7 separate regions of the Mus musculus genome follow, and regions 1, 2, 3, 5, 6 and 7 are each linked to region 4. Evidence: chromatin contacts called from public HiCAR-type, HiChIP or PLAC-seq and promoter capture Hi-C data. All regions are on one chromosome and are shown on one strand. Each heading gives the region's core, a stretch centred on a gene start, on an enhancer-like site or on the middle of the called end of the contact. The rest is flanking DNA. Distances are from core to core; before and after follow the strand shown.

Region 1 (3,619 bases), core at 472-2,971, 2.1 Mb after region 4:
ATCGGGTTGGGATAAATATTTGTTAAATAAAACTTGCAAGGTAAATGAGTTAATTTCTTTGGGAATTTTCTTGTTAACCTTACTACGAAATAGCTGTGACCTTCAAAGCCAGTGAGGAAGTAAATCTATGATCTGAGAAGCTATTCCAGAATTAAATCTCAGGTTTCAGTTCTGACTCAGGGTATTTTTAGCCTGTGTATTGTTACTTAACTGAAGATTCATCTGTAAAATAGAGTTAATACATATATGACTTATTCTTTTTATTTTATTACTAATCATTCCAGTTTACATTTGTTTACATCTCAATGATATCCCACTTCCCTGCTACCCCTCCACCAACCTTGATTCCACATCTGCTTCCACCTCCCTTTTGCCTCTATGAGAGTGCTCCCCTACCCATCTACAGTCTCCCGCCCCATTGCTCCAGCATTGCCCTACTCCGGGCATCAAACCTCCCCGGGACCAAGGGCCTCCTCTCCCATTGCTGTTGGGCAAGGCCATCCTCTGCTACATTTGTATCTGGAGCCACGGATCCCTCCAGGAACACTCCTTGGTTGGTGATCTAGACTTTGGGAGAACTGGGTAGTCAGGCCAGCTTATGTTGTTCTCTAATGGGGTAGCATTCCCCAGCCTTTCCTCCAGTTCTTCTGTAGCTCCCCCACCAGGTTCCCTGAGCTCGGTCTGATGGTTGGCTCCCAGGATCCACATATGACTTACTCTTAAAATAGTATGATGTATAATATGGTTTCTACAAACTGAGAATTTTGTATTTGTATAATATTTATCAAGAACCCACGTAGCCCTGCCTTTTTGAAGTATTTTATTTAATGTCACAACCAGCAGTGAGATTCCAGGAGTGGTGGTTCCTGAAGCACAGGCTGTGTGCTCCCCTGTCTCCACCCCGGCTCCTTCACTGCTCCCTTTCTCTGCAGTGTAATTCATGGAAGTCAGGTTTTCCCTGTATAGTGCCTAGGGTGTTCAAAGCACACTGTAAGCTGTTCAACTCAACGAAGAAGCTTATTCTTATTAATCCATTGTTTATTTAAAAGTGCTTTCACCTACATTTTAACAACTGTGTACTAACTGGTTGTTAAGTGAACCCAGAAAGCAACAGAAAAAAAAATGTTTTCAGTAAAGCCAGTGAGTGGGCCCTTTGTTTGCTTCAGAATTTGTGGGGGGAAAAATCTGCATAGAATGCCCATTGGAGCTGGTTGGAAGTAATAGGTTAGGTCAGGTCTGTGCTGTCCCATGCATACTAAACAGATGCAGGCAGCATTCTGAGAGCCTGTCTTCACTGTTGTTACTTGAACAACTGAGTTATTTTACTTACTATTCTCTCTCATTCCGTTTTTTAGTCATTGCCCACCTTTAAATCTTTCAACTAGATTATAGCATTGGGTTTCTGTCTCTAAGTTAGAACTACCTTTCACTTGGATTTCACAATTTTCTGCCAGGGTCTTTGTTCACTTGTTTTTATATTTGAAGAGCTTTTCGCTCATCCTCCAGGTGCTTGCAGTGGGTTTCTTTTTCTTTTTTAACTACCCTCTACCAATTAACCTTCTCACGATTTCCCACTGCTGGCCACACTTGAGAAATATAAAGTGCAGTGGGATTCTTACGTTTGCATCTCCCTTTAGGATTATTCAGTGATCACATGATTCAGTCAGTTTCGTGCTTGGAAGTGATGCCGTGATAGCCTGCTGCTTATTGGAGGATGAATGGCCTGCGAGCTGACAGGCATACTAAATCTTCTGAGCCTGTGCACTTGCAACGCGGCCTCTGCCACAGTGCTGACAACCCTGGAGTTGCTTTGTGGATGTGAGGACGGCCTCGCAGGTGCCTTAGGCTAGTCTTCAGACAGCGGCTTGGGTGTGGGAAAATCTGGATTACTTACATTTTTTTTAACATTTTTCCTACCTCTTTGAAATGTTTCAAATTTCCACAAAATCTAAATGTTCATTGAATACATGCTCTTCACATGGGTAAATCTGACAGTGTTTTCCACATTTCCTTCACCTCTGTGTAGAATAATTTTTACTGACCAATTGAAAATCAGGTACACACCCTTCCTGTCAATATCTCCTATAGTGCAGTTGTCACTTCTAATATAACAATTCTATAATGTCACTATGTAAATGGTCTATATTTAGAATTTCCAGGTTGTCCCTCATTATCTAGTTGGTTAGAGTCTAGACACCTGCTTGGTTGTTACACTCTGTGTTCTTCCTCCTGCTCAGAGGTTGGGATGGATGGATGGAGGCGCTCCCCGCAGCTTCACCCTGAGAGGCACAGAGTCAGTCTCTCCCACTGCGGTTGAGTGCTGCTGTGACTGCCCTTTGCCTTCAGCATAGCTCCACTAGAACTCTTGGGAAAGCACCCTTTGCCCTTTGTTCTACTTGTGGTGGTCTGAATAAAATGTTCCTAATAGTGTTCCTCATATTTGAAAGCTTGATGTCCAGTTGGTGGCACTGTTTGGGAGGCTTAGGAGGTCTGGACTTGTTGAAGGAAGTGTGTCACTGGAGGTGGGCCTCAAGAGTTAAAAGACTTTTGCCATTGCTAGTTTTATCTTGCTTTTTGCTTGTGGTTTAATATGATCTCTGAGATGTTACTCAAGTTTCCTGACTGCCGCCATGCTTCCCACCGTGCTTCCCACAATGATGTCATTGTCTCAGACCCTCTGGAACTGTAAGCCAGAATAAACTGCCTTTCTCATGGTATCTTGTCACAACAATGGGAAAGTAACTGACAAAGGAGGGTGATGTTTGCGTCTGAGTTTTCTGGTCCCTGGTGGTGTGTCAGCCAGGGCTTGTGATCTTTGCCTGGATCATGACTGACTGGGAAATTGTAAAGTGATGGGCTTTCTTCCTGTGCTGCCTCTTCCATTCTTATGGTTAGTACTGTCTATTCTGTTAAGCACTTTTCTTTTTTTCCCCCCGCCTCTTCCTCCAGTGTATATGTGTACCTGCCTACTAGATTACATCCATGTACACCTGCTTGTTAAGAGTGCCGTGGGCCATTGTCATTGTCTTTGATGTTCAGATTGTCCTGTGTGTGGATTGAAATTTGTCCAACTCTAGTGTAAGTAGGAATGAGGGAGGAGTGTTCAGCGATCTTTGTGAGGGGAGAGAATGTCTGCAGTGGCACTGGCTAAGCAAGGCCAGTTACATTCCTTGTGAGAAACGCACAGGAGGACTTGTTTGAAAAGTATAGTTTAAAAACTCACCGGGGCCAGAGTTGTTGAGTGTAGAGTGTGTGTTCAGTGTGTATGAGGGCCCACATTCAGTCCTCAAAATCAAGATAAAATCTCTAGGGTAAAGTATCAAGGAAGCCATGGTGGACAGTCTGCTACAAGTGAGAACTGCTCGCCAGATTTGTGTGTTGAGAGCTCTGTCCCAGCTGGGTGCTGTTTAGGAGGAGATGGTAGGACTCAGAGCGGCTGGGGCCTGCCTGCTAGAAGATGCCCTGTAGGGCATCCACAGCCCTTTATGCATTTCTCTCTGCTTCCCGGTCACCATGAGGTAAAGGTCCCTGCCATATGTTCTCAACACGATATTCTGCGTTTGCTCAGAACCTACACACCTTACTGAAATGATGAGCCAAGATAAATCTGTCCTTTAAA
Region 2 (3,263 bases), core at 397-2,896, 2.3 Mb after region 4:
GACATATTTTAGGTGCAATCTTTACAACAGGGTGAGACAAGAATAATTTTATCTCAGAGATTAAAAAGCTCTAAGGGAGAGGAATCGGGCCCTCAGTGGTCCTGGGAATCATCCATACCTGGGCTACTTAAAAACTGACCCCCTTGCCCCTTCTTAGAGTTCTATGATCAGTAACTTTCTAATATCCCTCAGTGCTTCACAAGTACACATACCTCATGTATAATCCTTATTTCAATTATTCTTCAGCAGTTTCCTGAAGAAACTGGCGTGAGACCAGCTCAGCTTACCCAGTGAAAACTGGGTTTGGTTGTAAGTTCAAGTTTCCTGCAAAACAGCTACTCTAGCAACTAGTATAACCTTATAGTGAAGGAAATGGAGCCAATGATGCCATCCATGCCAGACTCATTATTATACGACAATATAAAGGTTAATTTGAATATATACTAGCACAATAATGTTACAAAGCTAAGGCATTTAATCCCATTTGAGAACATTTGGCCCAGCTTTAAGACTTGTCCTTTCAGGGAAGGTCACTTAGATCAGCTTTCCAAACACAAAAATAAAAGGACTGGATTGAATATTTTTAAGCACTAACATTAAAATTTCCTCCCAGCTCTGTAATTGTTTCTTCCCTGAAAGCATCACATAAACTGGAAAATTTTACAAGATGTCTCTCATTACTAATTTAACATCTCATTTATTTTTCAGCACTCTTTCAAGCATATTTTTGGTAGACTCCTAGTAGTTCATATTTTCATAAACAATGCAACAGTTTCCAATAAAACGATACATTATAGAGCATACAAACTATGCTCTCATAACAGGTATGAAGTACAACCTTTTAATGTGCAAAAACTTGAGGACTCTGTCTCCTATGAATGATGAAAGAGATTTCTCACACAAATACTAGAATATAGTTGAAGCCTACAATATTTTGTTAAAGTAAAAACCACGACTTCATTGTAATTATTAGTAAGCGCAAAGGCAGTTTGCTTGGTTCCTGTCACTGCCAGTCTGTGATCTCCAATTATCCGTCCTATTGCTCATTTTCCTCATACCAGAAACAAGCATTCTAGTAGCACATCAGGCTGATCTGGGGAGTAGTGTAACAGTCGCTGGACTGGCGCTACTACTTTCTCTTATTATTTCCCACACGTAAGCTGGTCGGTTTAAAGATCTTTCCAGGGAACAATACTTGATGCTTACCATGTCCGAGGAGAGGGGATTACAGAGTGTTATTTGGGCTTACTTTATGTAGAAGGGAGATTAGGCAATAAACGATTGAGACATTGTAAAAAGCGAAAAGAAGCATGGCTTCAGACATGACAATGCCATCTGGGGTCACAGCTGTCTGCCCTCTTGTTCCATTCTGTCTCTCCACGCAGTCGGGAGAATCCCTGAGGCCTCTGCCATGGGACGTCACAGGGGGCGGGACCAATGGCGGCCAGCTCGCGTTGCTTAGCCTCCGGTGCTTTCGGCGCAGCCCGGGCAGGACTCTGCTCCGCTCTCAGTCCCAGTTCGTCCTCTTGGCTGAGGTGCGTCAGCCGAGTCGGCCAGCCATAAACTCTACTCTCTGGGAAAAGCATCGCGTCTCGGGCGCGCTGAGTGACACCAGAGTCCCGCCCCCTCACGTCACTTCCGCGACGCTTCCGCCGCAGTGCCTTGTGGGAGGCCGGCCAGGGGGTCTCCTGGCGACAACCATGGCGGGGGATGTGGGCGGTCGCAGCTGTACGGACGCGGAGCTGCTGCTGCACCCTGAGCTGCTATCCCAGGAGTTCCTCCTCCTCACCCTGGAGCAGGTGGGGCGCTCGGGCCGACCGAGGACGGACGGGCAGCCGGGGACAGGCAGGCCTGCGGGAGGCTCGTGGCCGCTCCCCGCCCACACTGATCGGATGGGGCTTGCCTCCCTTGATCCCCAAAGGAAGCCTCCAGAGAGTGACTGGAACCCCCGGGAAATCCTCTAGAGCTCGGAAAGGGTGTGACAGACGACCTCCGCTGCCTGTGTGCAAGCAACGGCCTGCGGAAGAGATAGACTAGAAGAACAGACCGGGAGGGAAGAAGTCTGGGGCAATCAGGGCTGGATCCAAAACATCTGAAAATTAGTCTGTTAGGTAGCTTCTCGCCTCTCTTAGAGACAGACACTCGGGTCTCAGAGAGATGGACCTACTTCTTAAGATCATTATCAGGACACAGTAACCGTTTGGAGAACTTAAAGCACCTAGCTTTCCAGGTGGTGCATGCACCCCCCCCCGCCCCCCGCCGCCCCTGCGGTGTGACCTAAGATAATAGCAGATCATAAAAGAAAAGTGTGATGTTTTATTTAAAATGGCAGAACTGCTGAAAGTTTCTTTAGAGTTTTATGTGGCACGTTTTGTATTCCATGTGGTTTTGCCCCCCCAGTACCGTATCTTTCTCTAATTTCTTGAAGTTCTCAGTCACTATTTTAATAATGACTTTTAACCTGTGATTCTCAATCTTTTACTCACACCAGGATAATCAAAGGCTTACTAAAACATGTTATTGAGCCCCATCATCTGCTTCTCATTAAGTTCGTTCCAAATGTGCCCTGATACTGTATTTTAACGAGTTCTTGCTGATGACCCAAGGACAGCACTTGTAAGCACTGCTGCCAGAAGGCAGCCCCTTCAGTGCCATCCAAGCAGATGACATCCTCTGGGAATGTTGTCCAAGTGTATTCAGATACTCCCATCCCAGAGTAAATGCAAGTTGAAAGCCAGCAATATACTGTATGAAAGAGGAATAAGATGATTCAACAACTTAAAAATGAAATCAAACTAAACAGCTGGCATTGTTTTTGTTTTTTTTCCATTTTTGCAAAGCATACGTTTCCCCAATTTTTCCTGTGTGTTTTTGCAATATTGTGCTCCAAGATGTTGAGACAGAACTGGGATATGAGAGAGAATAAGTTATTTAAGTTATTTAGGCATATAAATATATATATAAATATGCCTAAATGGTTGGACTGTGAATTGAATGGTGAAAATGCGGTGGGGCAGACTGCTAATGGTCTATTGTTACTGTCATCAGAATGGAGAGTTAAGTTTTCTTCTGCAGTAGTGCTGTGTGTGTGTGTGTGTGTGTGTGTGTGTGTGTGTGTGTGTGTGTGTGTTTTGGAGGTGGGGGGGGGGTCTCCATAATAAAGCCAGTACTTGGTGTACTTAAGGCACTGGGTTCAGACACCAGCACCAAGACAAAACAAATTCAGGCACCCACCACATTAAAGGAAACATGAGACATAAACA
Region 3 (3,449 bases), core at 735-3,234, 2.1 Mb after region 4:
GAGGTTCCTGTTTGAGTCCCTAAATTTTTTATTTTCAGATTTTCTCTCAGTTTTGGTTTTCTTTATTGATCCTGTTTTCTCTTTCAGGTCTTGGACTGTTTTATTGATTTCCTTCCACTGTTTGTATTTTCAGATTTATTAAAGGGGTTTATTAATTTCCTCTTTAAGTACCTCTATCATATTCATGAAGGTTACTTTAAAGTCTTTGTCTTCAACTAAGTTTCAGTTCTCGGGCCTGTTGCTGGGATCTAATGGAGACATGTTATACTGGCTGGTTTTTATTCTGTTTTTATGATGGCATGTAGGCATCTGGGTTTGGGGATGTTTGTAATTCCAGGTGCTGACATCTGGTCTTGCTTTTGCTGAGTGGGTTTCTTTTCCTTGTTTTTTGTTTGTTTGTTTTCTCTGGTTCTTAGGAGTCTGTGGTGGCTGTGTGTTGCCTGGTAGAATGCTTCTCAGATCCAGCCAGTTGTGGCTACTGGGGGTTCCAGGTACAATGTGTTTCTTGGTATTGAGAGCTGACATTTAGGAATGAAGATGGGCTGGAGGGGAGGAAGTAAGGAGGGCTGCAGAGGGAGGGAAGGTGGGTGATCTACCAGGGTCTGTTTAGTCCCCTGGGAATGGGATCAGAGAGTGAGAAGAGGCCACAGCAGTTCTGCTACAGATAAGACTAGAGGATTGGATTTGGAGAGATAGAGGGAGAGGTAAAGATCTGGAGTTAGCCTACCTGCTTTTCTGGCCAGCACTGCCTCGCCTCTAACTTATTCTTCTTCTCCAAATACTAGTCCTGGACTTCTGCCACTGAATGAAGAGATTTTCACTAATGTAAAGGAAACAAACAAAGGGGAAAATAATGATTTCCCCCCTTTACTACAAGCATCCTATTTGGAGGGGTTTTTTTTCTTCTATTTTTCTGAAGCTATGCAATTTCTATTTCCCTAGAGCTGTTTTATGAGGTGATAACTGTACGATGCCAGCACTTACTTCATAACTTAAAAAACAGATTTCTAATTTACATGTATAAATATTTTGCTTGTATGTATATGTGTCTGTACATCACAGACATGGTTGATCCCCTTGAAATTCAGAGAAGGTGTCAGATTGTTTAGAGCTGTAATTATAGATAGATAGGTAGATAGATAGATAGATAGATAGATGTGATAGATAGATAGATAGATAGATGTGATAGATGTGATAGATGTGATAGATAGATAGATAGATAGATAGATAGATAGATAGATAGATAGATAGATGTGATTTTCCACAAGAGTTCTGGGGACCAAACCCAGGTCCTCTGAAAGAACATAGAGTGTTTTTAACTTCTCAGCCTCTTACTCGGTCACCTTGATCTCGTTTTCTGAGTATGTTTTAAACTTCTAATGATAATTTCAACATTATCAAATTATTCAATGATAATTTTCAACATTGGAAAACCCTTTAAGAGTGATTTATTCAACCACTTGTATCTGGTAGAGATAACCCTAGACTTAGGGTTAGGAAGTTCAAGTTTCAGAAGGCAAAGACAGTTCCTGTGTCTGCAGCCACTCTTAATGGCTTTAAGGCTCAGAGGCAATCAGGGAGAGCCATGAAGTTGAGCAGGGAGGTGCTTTTCCTCAGCCTGTGGGTCAGACAGCTAAGAGTCAACACAATGTGTTGGAAGCCAGAATGGTTAGTTGCTGGAAGAAGAATGTCTTGAAACAGATCTTTAAAACGGGCAAGTTCAAGGGGGAGCAGAAGGCCCTTGCGGGAAGGCAAGCGGACAGGAAAGCCAGCTTGGATTGTTGGAGTGAGAATAAGACTGTGGAAGGCTTGTCTGAGCGTGGGTACCAGGAACTCAGCTAGGACTACAGCTGCTAGTAAGCCGAAAGCCATGTGCAAGGCAACCTGCTGCCGCGCACCCAATCAGCGGCGAGGGGCTGGACTACAGAACTCCGCCCCTAGTTGCAATTGCTAAGGAAGCGCTTCCGCCTGGGAGGTCTGCGCCTGCGCAGTCTCCAGGCTCCACCCCTTTCCCCTCCCGCCAGGATGTTTCTTACGGCCAACATGGCCGCCCCCTGTGTGTCCTGCGGCCGAGTGCTTTCCCTTTGGTTCACTCCCGCTGTTAGAGCTAGCCTCTGCCAGAGGCCCGGGTACTGGACAGCCTCGGCGGTTGGCTGGCAGACAGGGACCAGGTTCCAGGTAAGGTCCTGGGAGCTGGAGCTGGCGGTCCGTGTGGTAGGGTGACGTGAAGCCGGCCCACCTTCCAGGGCTGCCAGAGCCCTCAAGGTAGAGGTCGGAGGTCACGCTTGGGGATCGGGGAATCGGCCGCGGACGGATCCTCTGCAGCCTCTCCCTGGGCTTTGAGGAGCAAAGGGTTCGGCAGATGGAGTTGGGTGGCTGCCTGGGTCTTGTGATTCGTCCCGGGGAGAAGGGGAGCCGAACTCTGCGCGACCCGGAAGATGTCCTGGGCAGAGTCAGTCTGTGGAGCGAACTGAGACTTTTTACAAGTGCTCTGCGTTTGCGGAATTTCAGTTTTTGTAATTTTCCCGAAACTTGTGTGTGTGTGTGTGTGTGTGTGTGTGTGTGTGTGTGTGTGTGTGACATTAGGAGAGCAGAATTTGACCGCTTCGCTCAATTCCGGGGTCGGTGTGAAGCTGGGATTTCTAGCTTGAGTCTTTGCTTGTCGCCCGTTTAATGTGGCTCATTAAAAGTGGGAGAAAACGAGCTTCGGCTGTAATTGCACTTAAAGTGTCTGTGGCATATTCTACCGGAGATTTCCAGTAGTCCTTTCGGTGGGTGTGCCCGTGACACAGGAGGAGACCTAACTTTGAAGTCCTGTTACCTTGCAGGTTCTAATGGAAACCCAGGGAATAGCGCGCAGATGGTGTCCTGCAAGAGTAGGCAGATGAACAGGCCGAAAGAGAGGTCTCAAGAGATTGAGAACACGCGGTCAAACAAGTGGGGGTTGGAAAACAGAACAGTTTGAGTAGAAAGAGTACGAAATGTTGGAAAAGCAGTACTACCACCAGATATTGCCGAGAAGTTAAACGCTGGATCTTAGAACTGTTTTACAAAATGACTGGCCACCTTTTTCTGTTATTTGATGTTGTAACATAAACCAATTTGTCCATTGATCTGTTAAACATCTGGGTTTCTTGGTTTTGAAAATTGGAAAATGTGTTGGACATTTTTATTTCTTCTATACATCTCTTTGAGACACATAATTGCATATGAGAGGAACTGTAGCATACAAAATATGTTTATTGGTAATGATTATATGGGCAGGTGGCTCTCACTCTCCTATATTCTGAACCTAGTGTACCCTTCTTCTTTCTCTTTATTCTTATAATTATGTGTAAACAAACACATTTTACAAAATGAGCCTCGCTGGGTCACATCCCTTTTACCTTTTTAATTTACAGGGGGAATACATGTATGTGTCTTTTATTATGTCTAAAGCTCATTCCGGT
Region 4 (3,347 bases), core at 195-2,694:
ACTCCCGGTAGTTGCTGCTACCCTCTGGGTGAAGTCTGAATGTTCCAAGTGAGGGCCTGAGTCTTTTCCACATATAACCTTCGTGCCCTCTGTGGTGGGGCCTCAGCAGGTTGGAGACGTGCATCACCCCAGTGGATGACAGTCAGCATCCTTTCCCAGAAACATCCACTCCCCAGCTTTGGATTCTGAACAACCAGACTACACAGTGGAAGTAAATAATGTCTGCATCCCTAAAGTACAACCAAAAAGCAAGGACATTACTCTCTAAAGTCAAGGCAGGGAGCCTAAGAAGGGAAACTGTATATCTTGGGACCTGCAAAGTATACTTTAGGCAGAGATATCTCTCAGGCATGGTACTCAATACCTTCTAGCTCGGTGAATACAGACATTTGGTGAAATCTACTTCTTTCAAGATTCTAACAAGCATTAATTAAACGGAACCTCTACCAACTGTTGGACAATTTGGAATCCAAACAGAGGCTGCCTCTCTGTTCCTTAGCTACATGGCTCAGCATGCTAACTCCTAATTCCAGCAACCCTTCAGTCTGGAAAAAAAGAGTAGACTTACTTCATCTGGACAGGGAACAATAGGAATTGTTTTCTCAGGTTCAGTGCCAATCAGATAGATACCTGCCACAAAGTCTTTTCCCACTGATCATTCAACTAATTGGTTCCGTCTGCCTGATGAAGAAATCCTACTGAAAGATTTTTCCGGCTGCTTATAACCAGGCCTATTGAACTAAACCTCGCCTTGAAAGAGGAGCCAGTGTGAATCAGGGTCCAAGACTAAGACTGTAAATTCTCTGGAAGCAGAAACTGCTTATGATGTCAGTGCTCCAGGGCATGTACCACACGCGGCAGGCATTCAGAAACTTCATGAATATTCATTAGTAATGAAACTTCATTAATAAACAGATGGATGGGAGAATAACTTCTTAAGCTTCTCATTCTACAGGGCAAAGGACTATTTGTGGACCAAACCAATACACACATGCACAGACATTATAGCAAAACAAAAACACATGCCATTTTGCCAAAGACAATTGTGTGCCGTTCACCTTAACTTCCAATCTCCAGCTTTAAGGCCTCCAGTGTAGACCCCTCCAGGGTCAAGGAGTCACACCTGAGGTCAGTGGTGAAAGGGCAAGAGGAGGCACCTCACAGCACACTTCAGACTCCGGGCTGGAGCTGTGTAAAATACCCGGGAACTTGAGGTAAGTGCAAGTCTGCAGAGACTTGGTGCTTTTCCCCAGCCCCGGTGCGGGCACTCACCAAGAAGCCTACAAGGTAGAGCCAGAGCAGGAAGCGGCGGGAGCTCACAGCACTAGACGGTGCTGTGGCTGTCACCGGGGTCTCCGAGGCTAGATCCTGCCTCGAAGCCCCGTGCCCCGGGACCCCCAGCGCCATTCCCAGGAGGGCTGGGGGTGCGGACAGCTTAGCCGACTGCAGACCACGCCCCCGCCGTGGCCACGCCCAGGATTGACCACGCCCATGGCGGAAGCGATCTGCGTGCGCCTGCGCAGATGGAAGGTCGCGCCGCTGGGTGGGTGTGACTACTGTTGTGGTGGTACCTACCGCGGGCGTCTTAATTCAAGATCGCAAGTTCTGTGACAAGTGACTGGTGCCATCTTTCCTCGCTCCCTGGTGGTGTAAGGCACGAAGGAATTGTGTCTTTTTGCTAGTACCAGGTTTTCTTCAGTGATAGCCGTTCTGGCTTTAAGGATCACAGACCCAGGGCCCTACTTCCTACTTGGCTCTACAGACCTGGAACGAGTTAAGGTGGCTGTGGAAGCTTTCGTATGCATTTGAAAAACAATGGGTAGTAATTTAGAGAGACTTCTAGATATCCAAGAAGTCTGTAAGCATTAGTCAGCACTTCGTAGCTCTACAAGGAAAACAGGCCAGAAATAGGCTGAGAGTTGGGCTTCAGGGAGTAACAGGAGCACACCATGAAAAGCATGAAGAATTGTAAATAATAAACGTACAATAGAGAGATACACAAAAGTTAGAGGACACGTGACATAAGGAAGTGTGAGCCTTGGTGTGCTTGTGGGATCTGCTTAAATCCAACGGAACTCAAACTTCAGGGCGATGCAGATGACAAAAACTTACTATAACCAAGACACTATTAATCAATCAGGGCCACAGAAAAGACAGGAGAGCTGAACTATGATCTCAAAGAGATACTGTATAGCATAGTTAAAGCAGGAAACCATAAAGAGAGGGGGAGCTGGGTGGGCTGTAACATTGTCAATCATATTTAAAGATAAGGGGTTGAGCAAGGGCGTTTCCATCAATCAGGATAGGAGTAGGTTCCTGGACATGGGAACATGAATTTTGTTTGACCCTGCCAGCCAAGATGGAAAAGTTAGTTGTCCCTGAGATATCTGGACTCAGACAACTGTTTCCTTACAGCAGAAGCTGTTCAGCTATAGCGAACTCCCCAGCTCCCTAGGGCCTGGGACCTTGACTTGACTTTCTCCTCGTGATTAAATGGAAAACGAAATGGTAGAATTTAGAATACATTCCTTTTGCTTGTTCCCAATGTGCTGACCAAAGAAGTAGAGTCTGTAGTGCCTTAGGCTTCAAGATGGGTGTGACCAAAACATCCAAACACAAAGATGTAGAATAAACAGGGTTTCAGTCATCTATAGCCTAGAGGTTTCATTCTGAGAGCAGTGGACAGAAACAAAGTAGATGTGTGATATTTAATAGTTAGTGAACTATTAACCATTGTCAGTAGCCCCACTTCAGTTGTGTGAGCCCATGTGCATGCAAGCACAAGCTCCTGTGTGTGTGTGTGTGTGTGTGTGTGTGTGTGTGTGTGTGTGTGTGTATCAGGTAAAATGCCTTGGCCTACAGAAATCTTTGGCTGTGGCTGCTTCCTTATGGGATCTGGAACAGAAGAAAACCAACACCTACTAACAGCATTTCTTAAGTTTTGTCACAGAAGAGACTAGAATTAATAGTTCAAAGTCTGACTTGATTCCCTGAAATTGAAGAGTCCCCTCTGCAGTCCCTCAATTTACTCAAACCATAGGCAGAGCATTTTGAATGAATAGCTCATTCAGAGTCTTGAGGCACTTATATGTCTCCAGACCATAAACCTTCACAGCTTCCTTAGGCAACCACAGCCCTTCAGTAGTGTGGCTGTCCACAGCTCTATGGTAGTGTGGCTTTCCACAGCTCTATGGTAGTGTGGCTGTCCACAGCTCTATGGTAGTGTGGCTGTCCACAGCTCTATGGTAGTGTGGCTGTCCACAGCTCTATGGTAGTGTGGCTGTCCACAGCCCTATGGTAGTGTGGCTGTCCAGTTAGTGCTCTATCATCACAGCAAAGTGCCAGAG
Region 5 (3,321 bases), core at 359-2,858, 2.1 Mb after region 4:
TCTGAAGTCAGTGTTCTCCTTTGTCCTCATGAAGGAGGACAATGCGCAATGCTTGTCTTTCTGATGCTCACTCACTTCGCTTATTCTAATGCTCTCCGGGTCCATTTAGGCCAGAAGTTCTCAACCCGTGAGTCACAACCTTTGGAGGGATTAAAGGGCCCTTTCACAGAGGTTGCTTATCAGATATCCTGCATATCAAACATTTACATAAAATTCATAACTGTAGCAAAATTACAGCTATGAAGTAGCAACAAAAATAACTTTATGATTGGGGGGTCACCACAGCATGAGTAGCTGTATTAAAGGTTGAGAGCCTCTGGCTTAAGCATATTGCTTCTCTCCGAAGGATCCTGAGATCCTCAGAAGGATCGGCTGGAAGCACCCGTTTCTGGCAATGCTCAAACCTGAATGTAGATTGTGGTGGTTTGAATATGCTTGGCCATGAGAAGTGGCAAAAGTGGGAGGTGTGGCCCTATTGGAGGAAGTGTGACCCTTTTAGAGGAAGTGTGTCACTCTGGAGGCAGGGCTTTGTGGTCTCACATACATGCTCAAGTCTGGCCAGTGTGACAGACCCTCCTCCTGGCTGCCTGTGGAAGACAGTCTTCTCGTGGCTGCTTTCAAATCAAGATGTAAACTCTCATCTCCTCCAGAACCGCGTCTGCCTGCAGGCTGCCATGCTTTCCGCCATGATGATAAAAGGATGATATAACTCTGAAAATCTAAGTCAGCCCGGATTAAATATTTGCCTTTGTAAGAGTTGCCTTGGTCATGATGTCTCTTCACAGCAGTAAAACCCTAAGACATAAGCAGTAAATAGATTCTAGTAGTGACTCCACCATAGGAAGTCCTTACTGTCAGAGCAGAAAGGAGAAAAATTGAGCGATGTCACAGATAGGATAGTGAGTAGTAGTGGACTCTGCTCTTGGTGACCCAGAACTGTAGCATTAGGATTCAAAACAAGATTACTAAATGGAGAAGAAAAAAAAAAATTGTCCACGATCTTAGTTTTATCCCCAGCCAACAGCTGGCAAGTATTAGGGTTTTTCCTGCAGCTTGCTGGCAGGAAAGGGTGCTCTCTTAGTTGCCGTCAGAGCGCACACAATTTAAAAACCGATCTTCATTTATAGTCATCACCATCTTTCGGTAGCGCTATAAGCTTCATAATTATAATTTTAATGACCTCATAATATTCTATCCATCCAGCATATGTTCCATAATTTACTTAACTAGTTTCCATACCATTAGCCACATGCGCTTTTTTAAAAATAATACTGTAAATAATGAGCCACAAGCATATTCATACGGATGCATTTTCCACTTATCCTTAGGGTATGTCAACAAGATTCACCAAGAACAGAATTCAAGAGAAGTGGAAACTTTATAAAAATAAAAATAAATAAAAAATAAAAAAGGAAGAAAGAAAATAATTTGCAAACCATGAGGGATGGCAGCCTTCCTTACAGAGAGGAAGGGTGTGCCGAGGGCCAAAGGGAGAGGCTGACTGCTAGAGAACGCTCTCACCCAAATCCCTGTATTACTGGCTGCTTATAGAAACCCAACTTGCCCCTTTTCCATCCCTGGCTCCCCAGTTCTCCCTTCTTCCCACCCATCCCATACCCCGCCCACTTGAGTGTAACCTGAGAGGGAAGCACCAGGTCAATCCTGGTTGGTCTTTTATGTGTAAATATGTAAATGAGAGAAAAAAAAACAACCATGCCCATTCCTGATTGGTTGACATTTACATATGATTTGTAGATCCTAGTGCATTGGTCAGGTTCCACAGCAAAATTAGGTTTTTCTGAGTCTGTTTATCTTGGCACGTGACTCTTGACTAAGACCACAAAACCTGGTTTTGATACCAGGAAAAGGGCGTTTACTTGTAATGCATAACCATCAAATGCTGAGGACTCTTTGGGGACGCTCTCTTTTCCTTGAAGTTCACGGGTAATCCCACACTAACTTTTTGTCAGTGAGTGGGTAACAGATGTGAGTTTACTGCCAAACGTCTTTTCTAAAGGAATTTGCCATTTTCAGCTCTTCAGCAGCTCCTTTGCAGGAAGCTCGGCGCTGAGAGACCATTTTCAAAGGCTCCTCCTGCAAGCAAATCCTCACATGGGGGTATGCACTCTCCTGTCCCCACTGGACCCCACCGCTCGCCCTGACACAGCCCTCTGGAGTCTGGGAAGGAGTTCCAGGTGCATTCAGCCTCCAGCCGGTTAGCTCTGCTGCTAAACATCCAGGACCACTTGCCAGGATTTGCAATATAGAAGAAATGGGAAATTAGAATCAAAATGGAGTCGCTTTTGCCAACCCTAACCAGCAAACAAAGGCAAGGCAAGCTAAGTTATGAACACTGAGGTCTATCAAAACCACAATCTTCCAAAAGCAGCAACCTTTAGAATCTTCTGCCTACAGACTCGTTCAACCTTGGACTGACGTCGTCGTCCTTGTTATTATAGACAGAACGCCTCCATTGTTTTTAAAAAAAAAAAAAAGTGAAAGAGGATTCCTATCCTATGAGATTACAGTAGATCTTGTTCTGCCTTGCTCAACCCAGAAAGGAATATTTGCAGAAACAGCCTGTCTCCCGAGATAATCTGTCTTGCATGAAGCAAACTGTTGTTGGAAGAGGGATCACAGATCCATACATTTGCCCAAAGACAGCATCAACTTCCTCATTACCAAGCCTCCATAAATAGTCAAATATAGATCGGACCCTTTCCCTCCATTTCCCCAAAGAGAGAGGCTGCCCCTTGCTGTTTGTGCTAACAAATGCAGTCTCATCCGTTGAGGTCTGACTATGGTCTCTGATAGGTTATTTCTCTACGGCTGGTGAAATGAGCCAATTTAAACCAGATTAGATTATATTAAAGGCAGGTTTATTAGAAAGTTGTTCTTGGGTGGGTGAGTTCACTGGCCTCCAGGACCAAGGCCAGGGAAGTCATGGCGCGGGAGTTGGGGGTGGGGTGGTTAGGAGAGGGGTAGAGAAAGAGAATAGGGGGCTCCCACATAGAGAGAGAGAAGAGAAAAGGTTTGAGAGAGAGACCAAAATGTCTGGATTATATAGGTAAGAGCCCCCGGGAGCGTCGGGGGAGGAAGGGCAAGCCCAGCCCCTTGGCTGGAAAGTTCAGGGTTGGGGGCAGGGTATGCCAGGTAGGGACTGAAGAATGCTGGGAGAACCTGGAGGCCAGGTCTGCTTTGGTCTGTAAAATCTGCCCCTCAGTCTTTAGACCCAGGGAGAAACATCCAATGCAAGCCTCATCTTTGCTAAAACCGCCCTTGGCCTCCATTCTTTGCACACGTCCATAGTCTTCTGGGTCA
Region 6 (3,677 bases), core at 281-2,780, 2.7 Mb after region 4:
GGAAGTAGCTGAGAGCTATACTCTGATCCACTGTGCAGCAAGCACACAGACACCCAGACACACAGGTGCTGGCTAAGTTCAAAGCTTACTCCCAGTGACTCATCTCCTCCAACAAGGACATACCCTCCTAATCTAAATAGTTTACTAACTGGCCTGCAAATATATGAGCCAAGGGGAGTCCTTCTTGTTCAAATCTCCCTGGAGATCTTATACAGAATCAGTGAGAGGAGTCTGAGGCCACTTTTCAAAGCAAAAGCTTAAAAACTGTGTCCATATCGTCTTACTTATTTAGCATAAACTAATTTTAAGTAGGGCTAAACTATTGGTTAGAGTTCTGCCTTCATTGTTGTAAAGCTAGATAGTAACAAAGATGAGGTCTGTAACAAAGAACGGATGAAGCTAGCATCTCCGACTGGAAGAGACTGTTGGGTGTGCTGATTTTGTACAGGATGCCTCCTAGTGCCCTCGTGTCAGGCTACGTGCCAGGTACTTAACATAGAAGGCAGGTAAACATCTCATGTGATAAAGCCGAGGAAGTTGTGAAACACCTGTGTAAGGTGACACAGTTCAGGAGCCTACGGTCAATGGCTGCGAGGACTATAGCCAAGCTTCCTCACGTTACTTATGCCTGGGAACTTCCTATAAGAAGGCAGGCAACTTTTCTTTCTTTCTTTTTCTTTTTTTGTTACGTAGGGTGAATTGTTTCTGCCTTAATAAGGAGGAAACAAGGGCTAGGGTTGAATCTCATTAACATAAATGTGAGTCGTCCGACCTGAAAGCGGAATTTATTTGAATATCAGGGGTTCCTTTGGGGTATAAGGAGCGAAGGAGCTTGGAGAAGAAACCTCTGGATCCAGTCCTTCTCTTCGATCCAGGGTTCTAGCTTTCCAAGTTTGCTTATAGGTTAGCTACTACTCAAGTCTGGGAGAGCAAGGTTTCCTTCTAAAGCTTTCTCAGCCTCCTGTACTAAAGAATTCCTGGGCTCTAATAAACTGGCCAGGACGCTGCGGAGGCAGCTGAGGTCGGGTTTCCTCTCCTCCCCCACTAGGAAGTGGTCCCGCCTGGAGGTTGGGGGTGGGGGGGATGGAGTAAAAAAGTGTCTGGATGGGAAAGTAAATAAATGCAAGGCAAATAAATAAAGAAAATGCCCACAAGCAATTACTGGGAGGAAGTGACATTTTTATGTAAGTCACTTTTCTGACAGACACCAGGCCTGTTTGGCTGAGAGTGCCGTGGGAATGCTTGGGGGGCGGGGTAGGGAGGTCGCTGTAAGGCTCCCGACGCACAGCCGGGTGCGGAGACCACCCGGTCTCGTGGGCTGCAAGTGGCACCTCCTTATCCCTAGCAGCCCCTCCCGGGTGCCCCCAGCTCCAATCTAGAGCGGGTTACGGCTTGAAGCCCCCAGGCGGCGCTTTCCCGAGGCCTGGCTGGGACTCCCAGGTGGGTCCCCCGCCCCGCGTGCGCCGGGCTGGGCCGGCCCCTGGGCGGCGTCACGGCAGCCAGGGAGGAGCGCGGGCGGGGAGCGCGCGGAGGCGGGCGCTGCGCGGGAGGGTCGCCGCCGCGGATCGCAGGCCGGTGCGCGCGGCCGAGCGGGCGGCGGCGGCGACGGTGGTGGTGAGGAGGGCTCGGCGGCAGGCAGGCTCGGGGCTCCCGGGCCGGCGGGGTCCGCCGGGTCCAATTGCGTCCGCTTGGTGGCGGGAGGAGGGAGCGGTGCAGACAAAGAGCGGCATCTGGGCGGGCGCAGCGCGGCCGCCGCCCCGGGACTCGCGCTGCTGCCCTCCGGCCTCGGCGTGCACTGTGCGGCGAGGTAAGGCGATGGCGGGGGCTGCAAACTTGGGCCGGTCCGTGGAGTTGGAAGAGAGGGGCGAGCGGGCCGCGGCCGCCCGGGGAGGGCCAGGGAGCGCGTACCCCTGCGTACCCGGCCGGTGCCCTCAGCCCCGCCGCGGCCTGGCGTCCCCGGGCACCCGCACCTCGGATACACACACCTTCCTGCGAGCCCTCGCCTCCCTCTGCCTGGGGCTGGCGTGGGGGTGGGGCGCCCTCCGCGGGCGGACTCCGGGGACCAAGGACCCAAAGCCCTCGGGAACACTAGCAGCCCTGGCCTGTGGGCGGGCGTGGGACCGAACAGTGGCCAGGTCGCCGGGCGCGCGTGCCTGGGAAGAATAGCCTGGGATCTGAGGGCCACAGCGCTAGGAAGCGGGAGGCTGCGATGGCCGGGGAGAACTTCCAGTATTTAGAACTATTCGTGATCCGGCACAAAGCTGCTGTCACGTTCCATAAAGGAGGTCCTTGCCTCGGCGCAGGGCGCTTTTGTGCCTGGTTCCTTCCAGTCCCTGCGCCCGGTCCCGCATTTCCAAGACTTAAACCTCCTCAACCAAAGTTTTTCCCGGTTGCTCTGCCCCCTCAGTTTATTTATTCAGGGCGATTTAAGCAAGTGGTTCTGCAAGAATTTGATGTGTGACTTTTAATGCCCCGGTGGCACCTCCCTTTTGAGCGCTGTTAGCTTGGCATTGTGTGGAGAGGTTTGATTTGCAAAACGCTGTTATTTATACACAACAGCGATCCTCCCGGAAGGTGTGCGCGGGTGGTGGTTAATGGATAGCAGAGGTGACTTACAGTAGTATTGTGAACAGCTTGGGGACACAGCTGGGTGCCAAGTGGAGTGGGCCCTGCCACCCTAACCCATTCAGGTTGGCCGCTTCCTCCTTATTTGGCTCTCCTTATTTTGCTAACAGGTTTAAGGCCAGTCTTGCCAAGTTTGCGTCTGTGTGTGGGATGAACAGGTCCGAGTTTGGGCTGGAGGTGCACAGGCCTGCTCCTTGGTTGACCCAAAAAGAAACAGCCCGTTGGCCAGTGGGCGTGGCTTGCTGGTATCCTCCCCTGGAGACTTCTCTGCTCCTCTCCCAATACAGGCTTTTCTGCAGAGATTTTGAGGAGGAATGAGAATAATTTTGGGTGTGTTTCCAGCCTGGGTTTTTTTTTTTTTTTTTTTTTTTGGTATAGTTAGCAACTGTGGTTTTTCTAGTCTAAAGGTCACTACTTTATCAGAACATCTCAACTGTGCTGTGGGCACTCCCTCCATTCACTTTCCAAGTGTTTATAGATACAGAGGTAGAAACCGGACTTTCTCGTGCATGTGCCTGGTTTATGTAGCGAAGGCAGCCAGTGAACACAATGGAGAAAGTGCACTTTAGACAGATAAGGTTTTACACCTTCGGGTCTTTCCTAAGTGACCACAAGTGACAATCCTCCCTTAAACTTTCTCACCTCCTGGTAGGTTAGCGTAGTTTTGATTGAAGAACGTAAAGGTCCCAGTGACCTGAAGCTGAAATGAGAACTTTGTGCAGCTGTAAAGCTTTGACTTACAGCTTACTGCCTGTCTTGCTCTCAGTTTCTTACACGTGCTTGAACAGAGCCCCAGTTTCAGGGTTGGAAGTTGCTATGTGAGCTCTGGACACTTGATAGGCGATTTGCCCACCGATGGAGAGACGACTGACCCCCTTTAAAATGGGTCGAACTTATAAAAGGTGGTTTCCAACTCCTTGTAGGCTCTTCAGTCCATTTCCAGGCTTTCAGTTTTGCTTTCCCCATGGGTCCTTGCTTCAGTCTTCTTCCTCCCTTTCTCTTTGATCCGGGCTTATTCCTGACCTCTGTCTTGAACATTGGGGTACTGAACA
Region 7 (3,227 bases), core at 449-2,948, 2.4 Mb after region 4:
TAAACATTCTGCACCCGTCCATGCCGTGCCTGTGAGGCTGGACTGTAAGGAGGCAGAACAAAAAGAAGCCACAAGGGGGGTGGGGGGTAGTACTACATAGTGTTCCATCAAAAACTAGGAGTGAAGGGAATCTGAAAGAAAGAATGAGGGGGAAAATGATTTAAATCTTGTTTTTAATAAACTTTAGTTGGGTTGGGAATTCTGAAACTTAATGCAAATTGTTTTTTATGGTGGCAGGGTGTTGGTGGGGAGGGAGGATCACCATGGCTGCAGCATGTGGTAGGTTACTCCTGGGATTGCAACACTTTGGGGGCTGAGCACCAGTTTGAGGCTACCGGGGATGATGGTACTGTAAATCCCAGGCTTTCCTGGCTACAGAATGAAGCTTTATCCCAAACAACAACAACCGAAACAATCACCACACATACAGCCACACCAACAAACACCCTTTCTTTAGATCTCTCTACACTACTGCAAAATTGGCTACACACAAGCCAAGTAGTACCGCAACATGAGACACATCTAGAGCAGTATTTTGAAGACAATCTCGTGCTAAGTCCAAATTATAGTTAACTACATCCCAAAATATGCGTAAGAAAGTGCATGCCACAAGTTGGCTTCACCGAAGACAGCTGTAGACTTCAAAAAAATGCCAGCTTTGTTGAGTTCCAGAGACACAACTGAAGACTATCCAGCAAATATGGCTAGTTCTTCACTTAAGATCAGAAAAAAAGCATTTCAAGACTTTCTTTCCACAAGACTGAAATCTATCAGAATTCTTTTCATTTAAAAGTGTTGTTTTTCTCCCCCCCCCCCCCCCCCGCCATGGCTCAGGTTTTAGTTTGGGTGGTTAGTCAAGATGTGTGGTCACAGGCAAACTCCCACTTCTTCTCAAAGGAAATGCTTGGCTATCCACGTGCTGACCAGCCTGTCACCTCCTTTCCATAGACTTCAGGGACCAGTTCCACTTCATCCCCCGCCCCCCGGGGGGGGGGTTTGCCTGTGGGCAGTTCATTGTCTCCCACCACCTGGAAGTGATCCACCCCTACAGGGCTGCAACCCTCCCTCTGGACATCAAAGGTCCCTCCCCACCATTTCCAAATTCGGCTCTCCTATGCTCAGGTTCTCCAACACTCATGATTCTGGTCCTCTCTGCCCCGCATCTGCTCTTCCTGGGGGTGTCTTCCTGTAGATCAACTCTCAAGTCCTGAAGTCTCCCCTCAAGCCTTCCCCCAAGCGCCCTCCCCCACCACATTTCCGATTCACTGTCGCCCCTTCATCTCCCTCCCCTTCATTTCGAGTCCTCATCCTAAGTATGCCCAGCTACGCTCTCCTCTCTCCCGGATCTGTCCTCTCCGTTCTGGGTCCCCATCCCGAGTGTCCCCTGCAAATAGGGCTCTCCTATCGCCAGAACCTGTTCTCTCCGTTTAGGTCCCTACCCTGATGCTGTCTGCACAGCTCTGCTCCGGTCTCCTGGGTCTCCGCCCCACGGTCCGAGTGCGCTGGCCACAGGCTCTCGACGCGTCCTAGGGCAGCGGTCTGGTGGCGATCCTTGTGTCCCAAGCAGGGCTGTGGCCTGGGCGGCCGCAGTAGTACTCGCGCGGTGGGGCCGGGGTCTAAGGGAACCCAGCGGACTGTGGACCGGTGGCGGTGGCGGCTCAGCGGGCGGAGTGCAGCAGGAGCTGCGCCCGCCCTCGAGAACCCCCGCCGAGTCATTTGACCATATAAGGACACACGCGCCCGGGCGGCGGGCTGGGCGCGCTGGCCAGGAGAGCCAGGCGCGGTAGCGAGCGCCCCTCGGCAGCCAGCCGGTCGTCGTCTGTTCCCCTGATGACGCTACCACAGACCTTTTGTTTGACTTAACCTCCTTCCTTGCTTCCTGGTGTTTGGCTCACACGGTCAACCCTCGCTGCGTCCTGGCCTTGGCTCCAGGGCTAGTTGCTATGCAGTGCAGAGAGCTGTAGCAGCTGACACCCAAGGGCGAAATGACATGGGGCTACTGTCACCAGGACACGTCCGGGTTGCGGGGTCCTGCCTGAGTGCAGCCTGGTGCAAGCATGGATGGGTCATTTGCAGATTTGGGGGAAGGAACTATGTGTGTGTGGTGCACACAATGACATGGTAGCCTTCTGCGCCTTACCTTGCAGACACTTTCCATCATGGAATGAACCAAACCGATGACCTAGAGAATCATTAATTAGTTCCACTAAGGAGCTCACTGATAGAAGGCCCTTTGCCCAACACTCAAGGCTAGAGAACTGTTGAACATTCAGTGGCTCCCTCTGGGAAAAAAGAAAACACTGGTCTTAATGTGTCCTTCACACTCTGAAGGACAAGATCCTCTGCAGAGTTGGCCTTTAAAAGGGGCACGGGACACTGTTCAACACAGTGTTGGGAGGCATACGGTATCCTCATGCCCAGGAAAGCCAGCTTCCTCTCTTGAGCAAATGAGTCCATATGCGGGCACGGTAGAAGATGGGCATGTGGAGAAGCAATGAAGGCCTGGGGTAGTGACTTGTCAGTGTTGTGAGGTGACAGAAGCCACTTGATGAAGGGATTCGCTTGGGTGCAGGGTCTGTGAAGGGATCTAGTTGGTCATCACTGAGATGGTATGGCCACTGGAAGGATGGGAAGTGGCTGGCCACATTTCCTTCTCAGCCAGGACACAGAGAGAAAAGAGACTGGTGCTCAGCTTCCTCTACCCAGCTCTTGAGAAGTGCTGTCCACCTTGGGGGCCAGTCTTTCCTCCTCAGTTAAACCTCTCTGGAACTACCACAAAAATTCTTCTAGAGGTGTGTCTCCTAGGTGATTCAAAACCCAGTCAAATGGACAGTGAAGAACCATCACTGGTCGAAGCTGTTTCCATCATTCGAGGGGAGCTGAAGGCAACACGTTTTCCAGTAAAGGCAGGAAGAACTGTGTGGTGGCTTTCTTCTGGTTGATACTTCCTGATTGGTGTCACTGGAGGGTCTCCGTGGTGGAACCTCAGAACTTGAGAAACAAGGGTGTTAGAATAACTGCCACGCAGTCAACATTAGCTACCTCTGGCCACTCCAGGGATCTTCAGGCCCTTTTGGTAAAGTTAGTTATCTCAATTAAATGATGAGGACTCTAGATGAGGTGAAGAGTTTCAGCTGAGATTTGCACTGATGTCTATGAGCTAGCAAGGCCATGAGAATATCTTAAAGGATGAGAAATTCTTAACTCCCGTCATTCACTCGGGTGAC

The links. Promoter capture Hi-C pulls out the DNA fragments that hold promoters and counts their contacts. HiCAR-type assays count read pairs that join an accessible place to other places. HiChIP or PLAC-seq counts read pairs in DNA pulled down with a chosen protein or histone mark.
Region 1: a contact with region 4 is called in an H3K4me3 HiChIP or PLAC-seq map of stem cell-derived neural progenitor cells, with 8 times the contacts expected there. The contact joins the enhancer-like site here to the promoter of Mfsd9 in region 4. A contact is called at or near these places in 6 of 39 promoter capture datasets (the 3T3-L1 cell line, the HPC-7 cell line, cranial neural crest and 3 more), 1 of 115 datasets of contacts at active chromatin or transcription factors (stem cell-derived neural progenitor cells) and 1 of 9 other capture datasets (embryonic tail).
Region 2: a contact with region 4 is called in a HiCAR-type map of astrocytes, with 7 times the contacts expected there. The contact joins the promoter of AI597479 here to the promoter of Mfsd9 in region 4. A contact is called at or near these places in 4 of 39 promoter capture datasets (the 3T3-L1 cell line, cranial neural crest, embryonic stem cells and 1 more), 7 of 115 datasets of contacts at active chromatin or transcription factors (the NIH/3T3 cell line, astrocytes, embryonic limb bud and 4 more) and 1 of 9 other capture datasets (adipose tissue).
Region 3: a promoter capture Hi-C map of pre-B cells shows a contact between it and region 4. The contact joins the promoter of Mrps9 here to the promoter of Mfsd9 in region 4. A contact is called at or near these places in 14 of 39 promoter capture datasets (the 3T3-L1 cell line, 3T3-L1-derived adipocytes, the C10 cell line and 9 more), 2 of 484 Hi-C or Micro-C datasets (CD4 T cells and Th1 cells), 3 of 115 datasets of contacts at active chromatin or transcription factors (astrocytes and embryonic stem cells) and 1 of 9 other capture datasets (liver).
Region 5: a promoter capture Hi-C map of pre-B cells shows a contact between it and region 4. The contact joins the enhancer-like site here to the promoter of Mfsd9 in region 4. A contact is called at or near these places in 7 of 39 promoter capture datasets (the 3T3-L1 cell line, the C10 cell line, cranial neural crest and 3 more).
Region 6: a contact with region 4 is called in a promoter capture Hi-C map of pre-B cells, with 11 times the contacts expected there. The contact joins the promoter of Nck2 here to the promoter of Mfsd9 in region 4. A contact is called at or near these places in 3 of 39 promoter capture datasets (hippocampal neurons, liver and pre-B cells).
Region 7: a contact with region 4 is called in an H3K27ac HiChIP or PLAC-seq map of the NIH/3T3 cell line, with 8 times the contacts expected there. The contact joins the promoter of Fhl2 here to the promoter of Mfsd9 in region 4. A contact is called at or near these places in 2 of 39 promoter capture datasets (both in liver) and 1 of 115 datasets of contacts at active chromatin or transcription factors (the NIH/3T3 cell line).

The regions. Positions count from the first base shown.
Region 1 is chr1:42,875,735-42,879,353 of GRCm38.p6, forward strand. The region is part of intron 2 of Mrps9 (mitochondrial ribosomal protein S9); the gene reads left to right. Among named protein-coding and RNA genes, the nearest start is that of Gm23126, 11 kb to the left of the region's middle. Within about 2 kb of position 1,722, at least 42 of the 459 cell types and tissues checked have an H3K27ac peak or open chromatin away from gene starts, as enhancers often do. A contact at or near this core is called in stem cell-derived neural progenitor cells, where this site is marked.
Region 2 is chr1:43,097,064-43,100,326 of GRCm38.p6, forward strand. It overlaps AI597479 (expressed sequence AI597479), which reads left to right and starts at 1,647. Exons shown (of 4, transcript NM_133818.1): 1 at 1,647-1,799. The coding sequence starts at 1,701. It also overlaps a transcript of Tgfbrap1 not described here.
Region 3 is chr1:42,849,249-42,852,697 of GRCm38.p6, forward strand. Mrps9 (mitochondrial ribosomal protein S9) reads left to right here and starts at 1,985. Exons shown (of 11, transcript NM_023514.4): 1 at 1,985-2,178. The coding sequence starts at 2,044.
Region 4 is chr1:40,789,213-40,792,559 of GRCm38.p6, forward strand. Mfsd9 (major facilitator superfamily domain containing 9) reads right to left here and starts at 1,445. Exons shown (of 6, transcript NM_172499.2): 1 at 1,273-1,445. The coding sequence starts at 1,407.
Region 5 is chr1:42,916,408-42,919,728 of GRCm38.p6, forward strand. No RefSeq gene overlaps it. Among named protein-coding and RNA genes, the nearest start is that of Gm39633, 35 kb to the right of the region's middle. Within about 2 kb of position 1,609, at least 26 of the 459 cell types and tissues checked have an H3K27ac peak or open chromatin away from gene starts, as enhancers often do.
Region 6 is chr1:43,444,221-43,447,897 of GRCm38.p6, forward strand. It overlaps Nck2 (non-catalytic region of tyrosine kinase adaptor protein 2), which reads left to right and starts at 1,531. Exons shown (of 5, transcript NM_010879.3): 1 at 1,531-1,807.
Region 7 is chr1:43,162,263-43,165,489 of GRCm38.p6, forward strand. Fhl2 (four and a half LIM domains 2) reads right to left here and starts at 1,699. Exons shown (of 6, transcript NM_010212.4): 1 at 1,440-1,699.